2 separate regions of the Mus musculus genome follow, and region 1 is linked to region 2. A link is a contact called in public promoter capture Hi-C data. All regions are on one chromosome and are shown on one strand. Each heading gives the region's core, a stretch centred on a gene start, on an enhancer-like site or on the middle of the called end of the contact. The rest is flanking DNA. Distances are from core to core; before and after follow the strand shown.

Region 1 (5,223 bases), core at 2,694-5,193, 670 kb before region 2:
AAGGCAAGTTGCAGATAAGTGAATAGGCAGTATAGCCATGTTACAAGAGCTGTTTTATTGGAAACTATCAAACTAGAGTTAGAAATCACCTTTTTTTTTTTTTTTTTTTTTTAATTTTTCGAGACACAATTTCTCTGTAAAGCCCTGGCTGTCCTGGAACTTACTTTCTTTCTTTCTTTTTTTCTTTTTTTTTTTTTTTGAGATACCAGAAGTTTTAATACCAAGCAGTACTTTAATCTCCATTTTGGACCTAGTAGGTGGCCAGCACCTCTAATTGAATGAAAATTGAATATGCCAGAAAAATAATACCTACTGAGAAGATGGCAGGCGAGGCTTGTTTCAGGAAGTATTAAAAAATTCAATTCACACTACACCAGCAGGCCCTGGAGGGCTGGCAGGCCTGGCACAGGCAGGCATGGCTGGCCTGTTCTCATCTCGTGGAGACTCTGCCTCAGAGCTCCGAAATCTCTCCATCCAGCTTGCTAAGTTCCCACTGGTGGGTTAATACCACGCCAGCCCCACACTTGAAAATTCCCATAGCCTTTTTGGGGTGCACTTCTCGCAAAGCCACACTTTGCTGCCATATCTTTCTCTCTGGAACCCAGTTGAGCCACCTTGTGAAGGAAAACACCACACAAACTTAGTTCAGAATCAATGCTAACTCAATCACTGGGCGCAACAACTAGCATCCTAATCTTGTTAGCCGTATTAATTCTAAATCCTCCAGGGGTCACTTGTAGCTGCATCTTGCCTCCCACTCTCCCTGATCAAAAGCCCCTATCTCTCTTCTGCCTCTTACCCAGAAGTCCCGCCTACTCACCCAGTGATTAGAAAGGTCACATGAAGTCCTGGATACGTGATTCACTCCTCCAGACAGCCCCTCTTAGATTAGTTAAATTAACATCAGATTTCAAATAGCGCCAGGGCTACTCACAACCGAGGCTGACTGGAATTGACACCTAGAAAGGATGAAAAATGTCTTTTCCCAGTGAGCAGATGAGAGACAAGTCTATCCAGAGAGGAACCTACGACAGTGAGTACACAGTCCATAAGCTAGGCCCGTCCTAGGGATGGAGCCCACGGGGCTGGAGGACGTCAGGATGAGCGAGCATCCTTGGCACTAAGCATTGGCAGGTTAATAATCTAAAGAGAACAAGGTGTGGGTGGAATCTCAGTCCCCTACCTCCCTATGTCCAAATAAACACTCTGAAGGGCAGAAATCTCAGGTTCACATTAAGTTGCCTAATGAAATGGTAGGCTTACAGTGTCCCTATCTTACTTGGTGTTCACGTGCTGCAAGGGAAGCCATGCAGCATAGGAGAGGAGTGTGGGTGAACCGTTGAAACAATGCTTTGATACTAACGATCACCAGTCTAAAGAACAGAAAATGCATGAGAAAACTGGATAATAGGATTCGTCTTATCTACATTCATCAGGTTTTTTGTTCTGAAGTCTTCAGAAGATGGGTTAGGAAACAAAAACTGAAAGAAAAAACAAAAACACTAGATAAAGTGCTTGGGGGGAAAAGCATACACTTTATTTTTTAAGTTAGATTTAGTTTTGGTGTGTGGGGACACACACCACAACATGTGTGTGTAGTCAGAGGACAACTTGTGGGAGTGGGTTCTTTCTTACTATGTGTTCTGGGGCTCACAGTCAAGTGTTTACCTTGGCAGCAAGTGCCCCTACCCACTGAGATATCTTCAGGTGGCTCTTTATTCATTTGACAAGCATTTACTCTGTACCCCAGGCTGGCCTTAACCCTGTGGCGGTCCCACTTTAGCCTTCCCGGGCTTAGGGGCTTTGTCTCTTTAAAGCTCCTTGGGAAGCAGGCTGTGGTGCTGCACTAGGGGCAGAAGCAGGTGGAGCTCTGAGTTCAGGACCATCCTGATCTCAAGTGAGATCCAGGACAGCCAGAGCCTTAAGTCAGACTCTGTTCTACGGGGGAGTGGGGGTGAGGGGGAGTGGGGGTGAGGGGGGGGTGGGGGTGAGGGGGAGTGGGGGTGAGGGGGGGGTGGGGGTGAGGGGGGGTGGGGGTGAGGGGGAGTGGGGGTGAGGGGGAGTGGGGGTGAGGGGGGAGTGGGGGTAAGGGGGGAGTGGGGGTGAGGGGGGAGTGGGGGTGAGGGGGGAGTGGGGGTGAGGGGGGAGTGGGGGTGAGGGTCCTTGGGAATTTAACTGGTGTCACTGAGTAGTCTTATTCCCTGTTCTCACCATTGGTAAATGTGTGCTAATCTCTTACCCTACGTGGAAGTAAATTTATGATACTGAAGTCTACCATATTTGAAAAATTAACCTACAAACACAGCCATTAAAAAGAAAATCTGTCCAATTGTGAAAATGCCATGATGAAACTCATTACTTTTTATTCTAACACACACAGACACAGACACATAAACACACATAGGGGTGGGGGAACTAGAATAGCCATTTTAGTAGTGGTAGGTAGTAGAGGGTTTATTTTGTGGCATCCTCTCATGTGGGAAATTGCTAGCTTTCCCTCATCCATGGAAGCTGAGGCACAGTCGAGTCAATTGACTGCTGCCCATGACCCACCCAGTTGTGCACAGTGAGTCATGTTACAAAGAAAGACTGGGCCAGTACCTTTCCACCATCAAATTCCAAATGCCCAATAGCAGCAGCCACTTAGTTGGGCTATACCTTTGACTACTTTATGTTCTTTTTGTTGTTGTTGTTTTGTTGGTTTTTGGTTTTTTTTGTTTTGTTTTGTTTTTTGTTTGTCTAGACAGGGTTTCTCTGTAGCCCTGGCTGTCCTGGAACTCACTTTGTAGACCAGGCTGGCCTCGAACTTAGAAATCCGCCTGCCTCTGCCTCCCGCACTTTATGTTCTTAAGTTACCTGGTGACCCTTCCTGCTTACAGACAGCAAGTGTTGTTTTGCCTGGTAGAATTGCTCTAGAACTCTAGAACTATTAGCATCCAGGGTGCTCTCAAGGCCAGCCAACATAGATAATGATGACAGCCACATGACTAACCTGGGTCAATGTGGCTCTTACTTTAGGGGCCCAGTGTTGTAGGTATGAATTAGGGTACAAAGGGCACCGGCTTCAATTTCTGGTTGTACCCCTGAACAAGGAAGTGGAGCAGGAGTGGACACAGAGATGCTGGCAGGAAAAGATAGTTTACAAAGAAATCAATCCCAAGGTGCAAGTGAGCTTAGAGTAACTAGACAAAGGTTAGAAGTTCAGTGGTGGGGCCTGTTGAGAACAGATTGGCACATTTGTCACTGTAGCAGTAAGACTGGTCCATCAGATCAGAGTCAAAATGACCTAACCACGTGCTGATGTGACAGGAGAGAAAGTGCAGAATGTGGTGGGGAGGGGGACACATTTATTTGTTGATTGTTGCATGCTTTGTTACAAGACAGACTTGGTTAGGAAGGGACTTCAGTCTTTCAGCTGACTGGCTTCTTTCATATACCAATTTCACTACTTCTGTCTTTCTTGCTCCCTCTCCCTGTCCCCCTCTCTCCGACCACACACTCTCCTGTCACACCAGCATGTAGTTAGGCAATTTGACTCTGACTTGATGGAATAATCATACTGATCCCCAAGTTATAGTATCTATCTGACTTAGGGGGTTTGTTTGTTTGTTTTGTTCCCCCGGCTGCTTTTATTTTATAATTTCCTGAGGACCAAAGAGACCCAAAAAGTAATAACTCTAAGTGTTTATCCTTAGTTAATAAGGAAGTCAGGAAGAGAGATTAGGTTTTTGTTTGTGGTAAGTGACACCTGTTAAATACAAGGGTTTATTTTTATGTTTTCTTAACTACAAGTTAAACTGGTTGTGTCGCTTGCTCACTAGATAGTTTTATACTGGTTTGAAGTACAACGGTCCCTCCTCCTCCTGGACTTTGACCAACCAAACCCAGCTGTTACCTAACTCACACTTACGTCTTTAGTGAGTGAAGAACTGTAAGAAAAATAGTCTTTTGGTTTTTACTAAAACTGGGTAGGCACACATGGTTTGTTTAAACTTTCAAAATGTCTGGCAATTTTTTTATATTTCTACTTTTGTTGGTGACCCCAGGAGAAGCGAAGAAGTCATTTCTCAGTTTTCTGAATATACAAAATACAGAAATGCTGTCCTTTACAAGGACGGAAGAAAACATCGTTGTAAGGTCCAGCTATAAAGACAAACAGCCTCACTCCAGCTACCTGCTCGTGAAGTTAGAGGATCCTAAAGTGCTGCAGGTGGTGAATGTGACCAAGACCTCCCTGGCTGTCACAGACTTTACCGTCAACCTGAAGACTTTCCCAGGAGAGACCAATGTGACCCTGCAGCTCTGGGAGTCTGAAGGTAGGCAAACAACACTCATCGACGAGCTAAAGAATGTCAGAGTGAGAGTGTTCAGACAGACGGACGACAGCCTCCTCCAGGCACCAATCCATGTCGATAGCTCCATCTTCCTGCTTGTCTTATCGATGATCCTTTTAAATAAATGTGCCTTTGGCTGCAAGATTGAATTCCAGGTGCTTCAAACAGTGTGGAAGAGACCTTTGCCAATACTTCTTGGGGTGGTTATACAGTTTTTTCTTATGCCATTCTGTGGCTTTCTCTTGTCTCAGATTTTGGGCTTGCCTAAGGCACAGGCTTTTGGATTTGTAATGACCTGCACATGCCCAGGAGGAGGTGGGGGCTATCTCTTTGCTCTCCTTCTGGAAGGGGATGTCACTTTGGCCATTTTGATGACTTGCACATCAACGTCCCTGGCCCTCATCATGATGCCTGTCAACTCATACTTTTACAGTCGGCTACTGGGCTTAGCAGGTGCATTTCACGTCCCTGTGTTAAAGATTGTGTCTACTCTTCTTTTCATACTTATGCCAATGTCGACTGGTGTCATCATTAAACACAAGATGCCTGCGAAAGCAATCTGTTTAGAGAGAGTAGTGCGGCCTCTGAGCTTGACTTTAATGTTCGTGGGCATCTACTTGGCTTTCCGGATGGGACTAGTGTTTCTGAGAATGGCTAACCTAGAGGTGTTTCTATTGGGGCTTCTGGTTCCTGCACTGGGCCTTTTGTTTGGCTATTCCTTGGCTAAAGTCTACTTGCTGCCTCTTCCTGTTTGCAAGACGGTTGCTCTCGAAACTGGGATGTTGAATAGTTTCTTAGCTCTGGCCATCATTCAGCTTTCCTTTTCCCAGCCCAAGGCACACGAAGCCTCCGTAGCCCCCTTTACAGTAGCCATGTGTTCCAGCTGTGA
Region 2 (5,571 bases), core at 1,903-4,402:
CGCCAATAGAACACACTTTTTTTTAATTAGGTATTTTCCTCTTTTACATTTCAAATGCTATCCCAAAAGTCCCCCACTCCCCTACCCACCGACTCCCACTTTTTGGCCCTGGTGTTCCCCTGTACTGAGGCATATAAAGTTTGCATGACCAATGGGCCTCTCTTTGCAGTGATGGCCAACTAGGTCATCTTTTGATATATATGCAGCTAGAGTCAAGAGCTCCGGGGTACTGGTTAGTTCATAATGTTGTTCCACCTATAGGGTTGCAGATCCCTTTAGCTCCTTGGGTACTTTCTCTAGCTCCTCCATTGGGGGCCCTGTGACCCATCCGATAGCTGACTGTTAGCATCCACTTCTGGGTTTGCTAGGCCCTGGCATAGTCTCACAAGAGACAGCTATATCAGGGTCCTTTCAGCAGAATCTTGCTAGTGTATGCAATGGTGTCAGCGTTTGGAAGCTGATTATGGGATGGATCCCTGGATATCGCAGTCTCTAGATGGTCTATCCTTTTGTCTCAGCTCCAAACTTTGTCTCTGTAACTCCTTCCATGGGTGTTTTGTTCCCAATTCTAAGAAGGGGCAAAGTGTCCACACTTTGGTCTTTGTTCTTCTTGAGTTTCATGTGTTTCACAGATTGTATCTTATATCTTGGGTATTCTAAGTTTCTGGGCTAATATCCACTTATCAGTGAGTACATATCATTTGAGTTCTTTTGTGATTGGGATACCTCACTCAGGATGATGCCCTCCGGATTAAAAAAAAAAATGTGGCACATTTACACAATGGAGTAGTACTCGGCTATTAAAAAGAATGAATTTATGAAATTCCCAGGCAAATGGTTGGACCTGGAGGGCATCATCCTGAGTGAGGTAACCCAATCACAATAGAACACACATTCTTAAGAAGAAAGGAAGTCTCCTAAGGGAAGACAGAGGAGGGTCAGATACCGGAGGGAGGGGCAGGCTTGGCGTGAAGTCAATAGTTGAAGAAAAAGAGAGAGAGAGAAGGAAGGAGAAAAGGAGGACAGAAAGAGTAGAAAAAAGGAAGGAGGGACTCAGTGTATCCTGGGGAGGAGTCAGGTTCTGGTGCTCAGCCCTTTGGGCTGTGTACCAAAGCCTCGGGCGTTGGGGTCATGATGAAAATTAAACAGAGAAAGCAGCTGTGCTTTGGAAGGCAGCAGGACTGTGTGGCCTGAGCAGTAGGCGAAGATGTTCTTGCTTAGAAAATGTTTTTGATTCTCCCTCCCACAGGGCCAAAGGGAGAGCAAAAGGACCCACAGGCAGTTGGTCCTGAGGTAGCCAAGAAAACCCTGATGAGACCACCTAAAGGAAGAGGGGACCAAGACCGCTAGAAAGCAGAAAAGGCCAGACCCAGGAAGGGCCCTCCTATGAGGTGAAGATGACGGCTGTCTTGAGGTAACGATGTCATGCCTGGTGCTGTCTCTGCTTTGTGAAAGGCCAGGTAGGCTCTGCACCCGAGATTCAGTTATCCACAGGTTTCTAAAAGCAATGTGAATTATGGACAAAACGAGTGAGCATAAGTAAATCAGCACATCTCAGGAGAAGATGAGCGGCTTTGGTTCTCAGGCCTTTCACAAGCACACATGGAAGCCTGTGTTGGGCCACACGGGAAAAGTACATACAGAGGGCGACCCAGGGGTGCCCCGCTGTGTCTGGAAAAGAAGGAAGAGGAGCCAGGAAGGTGGCTAAGGATACGGCTGGAAGACCCCGGCTGAATTCCCGGGACCCAATGGCAGATGCAGACAACTGGCCACTGCAACTTGTCCTCAGGAAATAAATAAGCAAATAAATGTAATTTTTAAAAGAAAGGAGAAAGTTTCTTCTCACCTCTGGAGAAGGGGCTCTTTATTGTGGTCCAAGTAACATTTCAGTGAGAAAAGCTATTTTACATTGTTTAGTTTATTTATTTATTTATTTATTTATTTATTGTGTGGAGGGGTGTATACACTCGGAGATTAGAATTGGTTCTCTCCTCCCACCATGCGGCTCCAGAGGGCAGAGCTCATGTCCCAGGCTGACAGCAGGCAATTTACCCAATGAGCCATCTTACCAGGCCCCAAATCAGCAATTAGTTTAGTGCCTAGAATTCTACTGCAATCCTCTACTCTCCTATAAATAAGGGGCTCACTTTATGGAGAGAAAAGCAATTCCAAGCAACATTAACATGTTCTGAATCATGTAGTTAGGTCCATAATTGGAATCTTTCCTGCCTAAGTCAAAGTTGGTCTTGGCTCCAGGAAACCATGTAATCTTGCATCTACATGAAGAGCAGCTATGGAATCCACTATCTTTGGACAAATATTTTTTTCAGTGCCTATCAGCAGAACATACTGGCTCTTTAGGTTGGCACCATCCTTTTCATGTATATGTGCCGCCTTCTGACCCTCAGAACGCTAAGCTTCCTGTTGCTACTATAATAACTGAAGTTGGCTGATCTTCCAAGCCTAGCATATAGGCACAGTTTCCCTCGCTTTCTTACTCTCTTGGGTTGAAAGACAGTTAAAAACAAAATAAATCACTAATCCTCTCAGGACAAAGAATTAAATCAACTATCTTACTAGTCTAGACTGTCACAGTCTGCTGGAAATCTTTATAGCTGTCTGTCTTACACACACACACACACACACACACACACACACACCATACACACAGAGAGACAGACAGACAGACAGTGACTGATGGACGGACTGAATGACTGACTGACTGACTGGGTTATCCTTCCAGGCACTATGAGGCTGATAGACTGGGAGACCATAAGGCCCAAGACCTGCTGTAGTTCAGGGTAAATGCCATTGTTGAACCTCATCAGAAAGAAGATACCCCCCAACTCCACCCCATCCCCGGCTCCCCCAGCCCCACCCAATAAGACAGACAGCTAGGCGTGAGATGGATGAACCAGTAGGTTCAAGTCTTCCTCAAACAGCCTCTGCCTGTCAAGTTCCTTGAACTTTGAGTAGCTGGCAGGGGCTCCGACCAAAGAGCTCTGCCAAGTCTTGAGCAGACTGTTTCTCCTTCCCAGAGTCTCTGCCTGTTCTCTGCCACCTGGAAACTTTCCAGACTCAGAAGATGCTCAGGGAACCAAAGTCCAAGAGTCCCCTGTGGGAAGAACAAACAGGGTTCTTTCCTCTTGCACAATATTGCTCAAATGCTTGAACTGCTCTGAGGAAAGAGCATGTTTTTCACTTGTCAGGTCTGCAAGGAGTAAGAAGCCAGGAGGTGTGTGTGTGTGTGTGTGTGTGTGTAGTACCTGTGCATGTATATAAGCCAGAAGGTGTACTTCTACTATTATCTTCCCCCCATCCCCAAGACAGGGTCGCTCACCAAGCCTAGAGCTAGGCCAATGGCTCAAAATGCCCAGTAATCCTCCTGCCTCCACCCTACACAGAACTGGGGTTATATGAGGGCATGGTGACAACTAGCTTTAAAGAAATAGTGGGTGTTGGGGATCTGAATTCTGATCCTGATGCTTGCAGAGCAAAGCTCTTGCTCACAGAGTCTTCTTCCTAAACCCACGGTGGCAACTTTTGAGGATAAGCTAATGTACTTACCAATATTTCCAGGCCGGTCAGGGTAGCACATAGAATTTTTAAGATAGGCTCACTGTGTAGCCGTGACTGCTAGAGTGACTCAGAATCTCAACCCTCCTCCTGCCTCTGGCTCCAGGGACCTGAGATGACAGGGATGGGCCACAGTATCCCACTACACTTCTGATGAGCTCTGAGTGATAACTAGGCTTTCGAAAACCTCCACCATTAGGGACGTTAGGGGTTCCCCTAACTGACCGAAGTTATGCAGATTCCTAGTTTCCAAAATGATTAAAAATACATCTAAACACTTGCCTGTCCAGGGCCTGGTGGCACATGTCTGTGCTCCAGACAGTGGAGCACTCCTCCCACACCTTGCAAGGTAGGAGGAAGATGGAGTTCAAGGTCATTCTCAGCTACATTGTGAGTTCAAGACCAGCCTGGGATATAAAGAATCTTGCTTCAAACAAACAAATCAAATGTTAAAAATTCAAATTGCCATTAAAAATTGTATATCGTTCCTGTGGGCTAATCCAGGCATCTCCTTAGAGGGGAAGAAAGTAAAACCACCGCACCCTCACCACTGCTGTGGGATTGTTCATTTGTGGCAAGACTGTTTCACCCTTGCAACAATCCCTACGAGTCCTGGTAGGGAGCGAAGAAAAGATGACACCCATGCCCAAGCAGGAAGCAGGGACGTCTACACCACACTGTCAACTTCAACTGTTCTGAGAGTGGAGACCTTGTAAATGGTGGTGTCAGTCTGTCACTTCCAAACTCAAACCTGCCTCAGGCTTTCACCTTCCATTATCTGTGCCTCTCAGGCCGTATCCTCTCTAAAAGCTGTTTATAAGCCAGTGTTGTACCCAGATTGTAAAAACTCGGAAGAGACCACCAGGAATCACAACCCTCTGAAATCACATGAGGGTCTTTATTCAAGCTTGAGCTTGGGCCACTGACCTTCCTGATGGAACATGAAGGAGAGTAAACCCCAGGTCTAAGTGAAGAGTGTTTATAAAGGAAAAAACCACAAGTGGGGTTTCTAAGCCTTGGCATTCCATGAGAGGGTGAAGGAATGCCGTCCTTCAAACCTGACGACCTTTGTTCAGACAGCGGGGCACCAGCTGGAAAGGGACCTTTCTGACCTGGGGGAAGAAACTTACTGTGCTCGCAGAAGCTGGTTTTTTTTTTACAAACTGGCCACAGCTGTCTGGGAACACTTAATTGTGTCTTTTCCATAGTCCAAGAGTGGGCTTTTATCATTTTAAGGATATTGGTCTCTGCTTCCTTCAAGGGCAGGAACCATCTACACCAGGGAAACACTGGTTATCTGTCAAAGGGAGTGTTGGCCTCAGTGATGTGAAGGCTTGGGTAAGGTGCTTTCTGTCTGTTCCCAAGGCTGGCATCTGCCCCTGGGGGGTGCGTCAGACCTACTTAGTGACTGTATCAAAACGCACCTCTGACATGATGCTGGATACTAAGCATGGACCGGGTGAAGACGATAATTCCCAAAAACCTTGGGAATGAAACTTTCTAATTCCCCAGGAAGCAAACTGGTCTGCTCAGAGGAAGCCACTGGCAATGGGCAGTTGGTCAGTGACAACCCTGACTTAGGGAGGATGAGTCTGGAGTGGAGTCAGCTCCGGGGACACCTGGCTGGAGGAGATAGCAAGGCCAAAACTTAGCTGGTCTTTGAAACTCTTCAAGGTCTCAGTAAATATAATAAACCTTAGTAACCAATCCAAACTGTACTGATGTCACTGGTTTGCCCTACGGATCATAGTAGAGGCTACTTAATCCTTCTGTAAGTTTCCCTAGCCTTGCATTAAAGGGAGGTTTATAAGCCTTTCTGGTCGTCACCATTTTTGATGACTATCTGACCCCTGCATGTTGCTAATTTCTGCAGAATAAAACATCTTTGTCTTTGCATACTATTTGAGTCTGGGGTCTTCCTTTGGTGATCCTTGGGCCCTAATAGTGACTAGACACAAGAGGGTTTCCCCTTATACTGCCCCATGTTACTAAGGC

What was found. Promoter capture Hi-C pulls out the DNA fragments that hold promoters and counts their contacts.
Region 1: a contact with region 2 is called in a promoter capture Hi-C map of the C10 cell line. The contact joins the promoter of Slc10a5 here to the enhancer-like site in region 2. A contact is called at or near these places in 4 of 39 promoter capture datasets (the C10 cell line, embryonic stem cells and liver), 1 of 15 datasets of contacts at CTCF or cohesin (the NIH/3T3 cell line) and 3 of 115 datasets of contacts at active chromatin or transcription factors (large pre-B cells, pancreatic cancer cells and stem cell-derived neural progenitor cells).

The regions. Positions count from the first base shown.
Region 1 is chr3:10,334,376-10,339,598 of GRCm38.p6, reverse strand. It overlaps Slc10a5 (solute carrier family 10 (sodium/bile acid cotransporter family), member 5), which reads left to right and starts at 3,943. Exons shown (of 1, transcript NM_001010834.2): 1 at 3,943-5,223. The coding sequence starts at 4,001.
Region 2 is chr3:9,667,497-9,673,067 of GRCm38.p6, reverse strand. No RefSeq gene overlaps it. Among named protein-coding and RNA genes, the nearest start is that of Gm33169, 7.2 kb to the right of the region's middle. Within about 2 kb of position 3,152, at least 18 of the 459 cell types and tissues checked have an H3K27ac peak or open chromatin away from gene starts, as enhancers often do.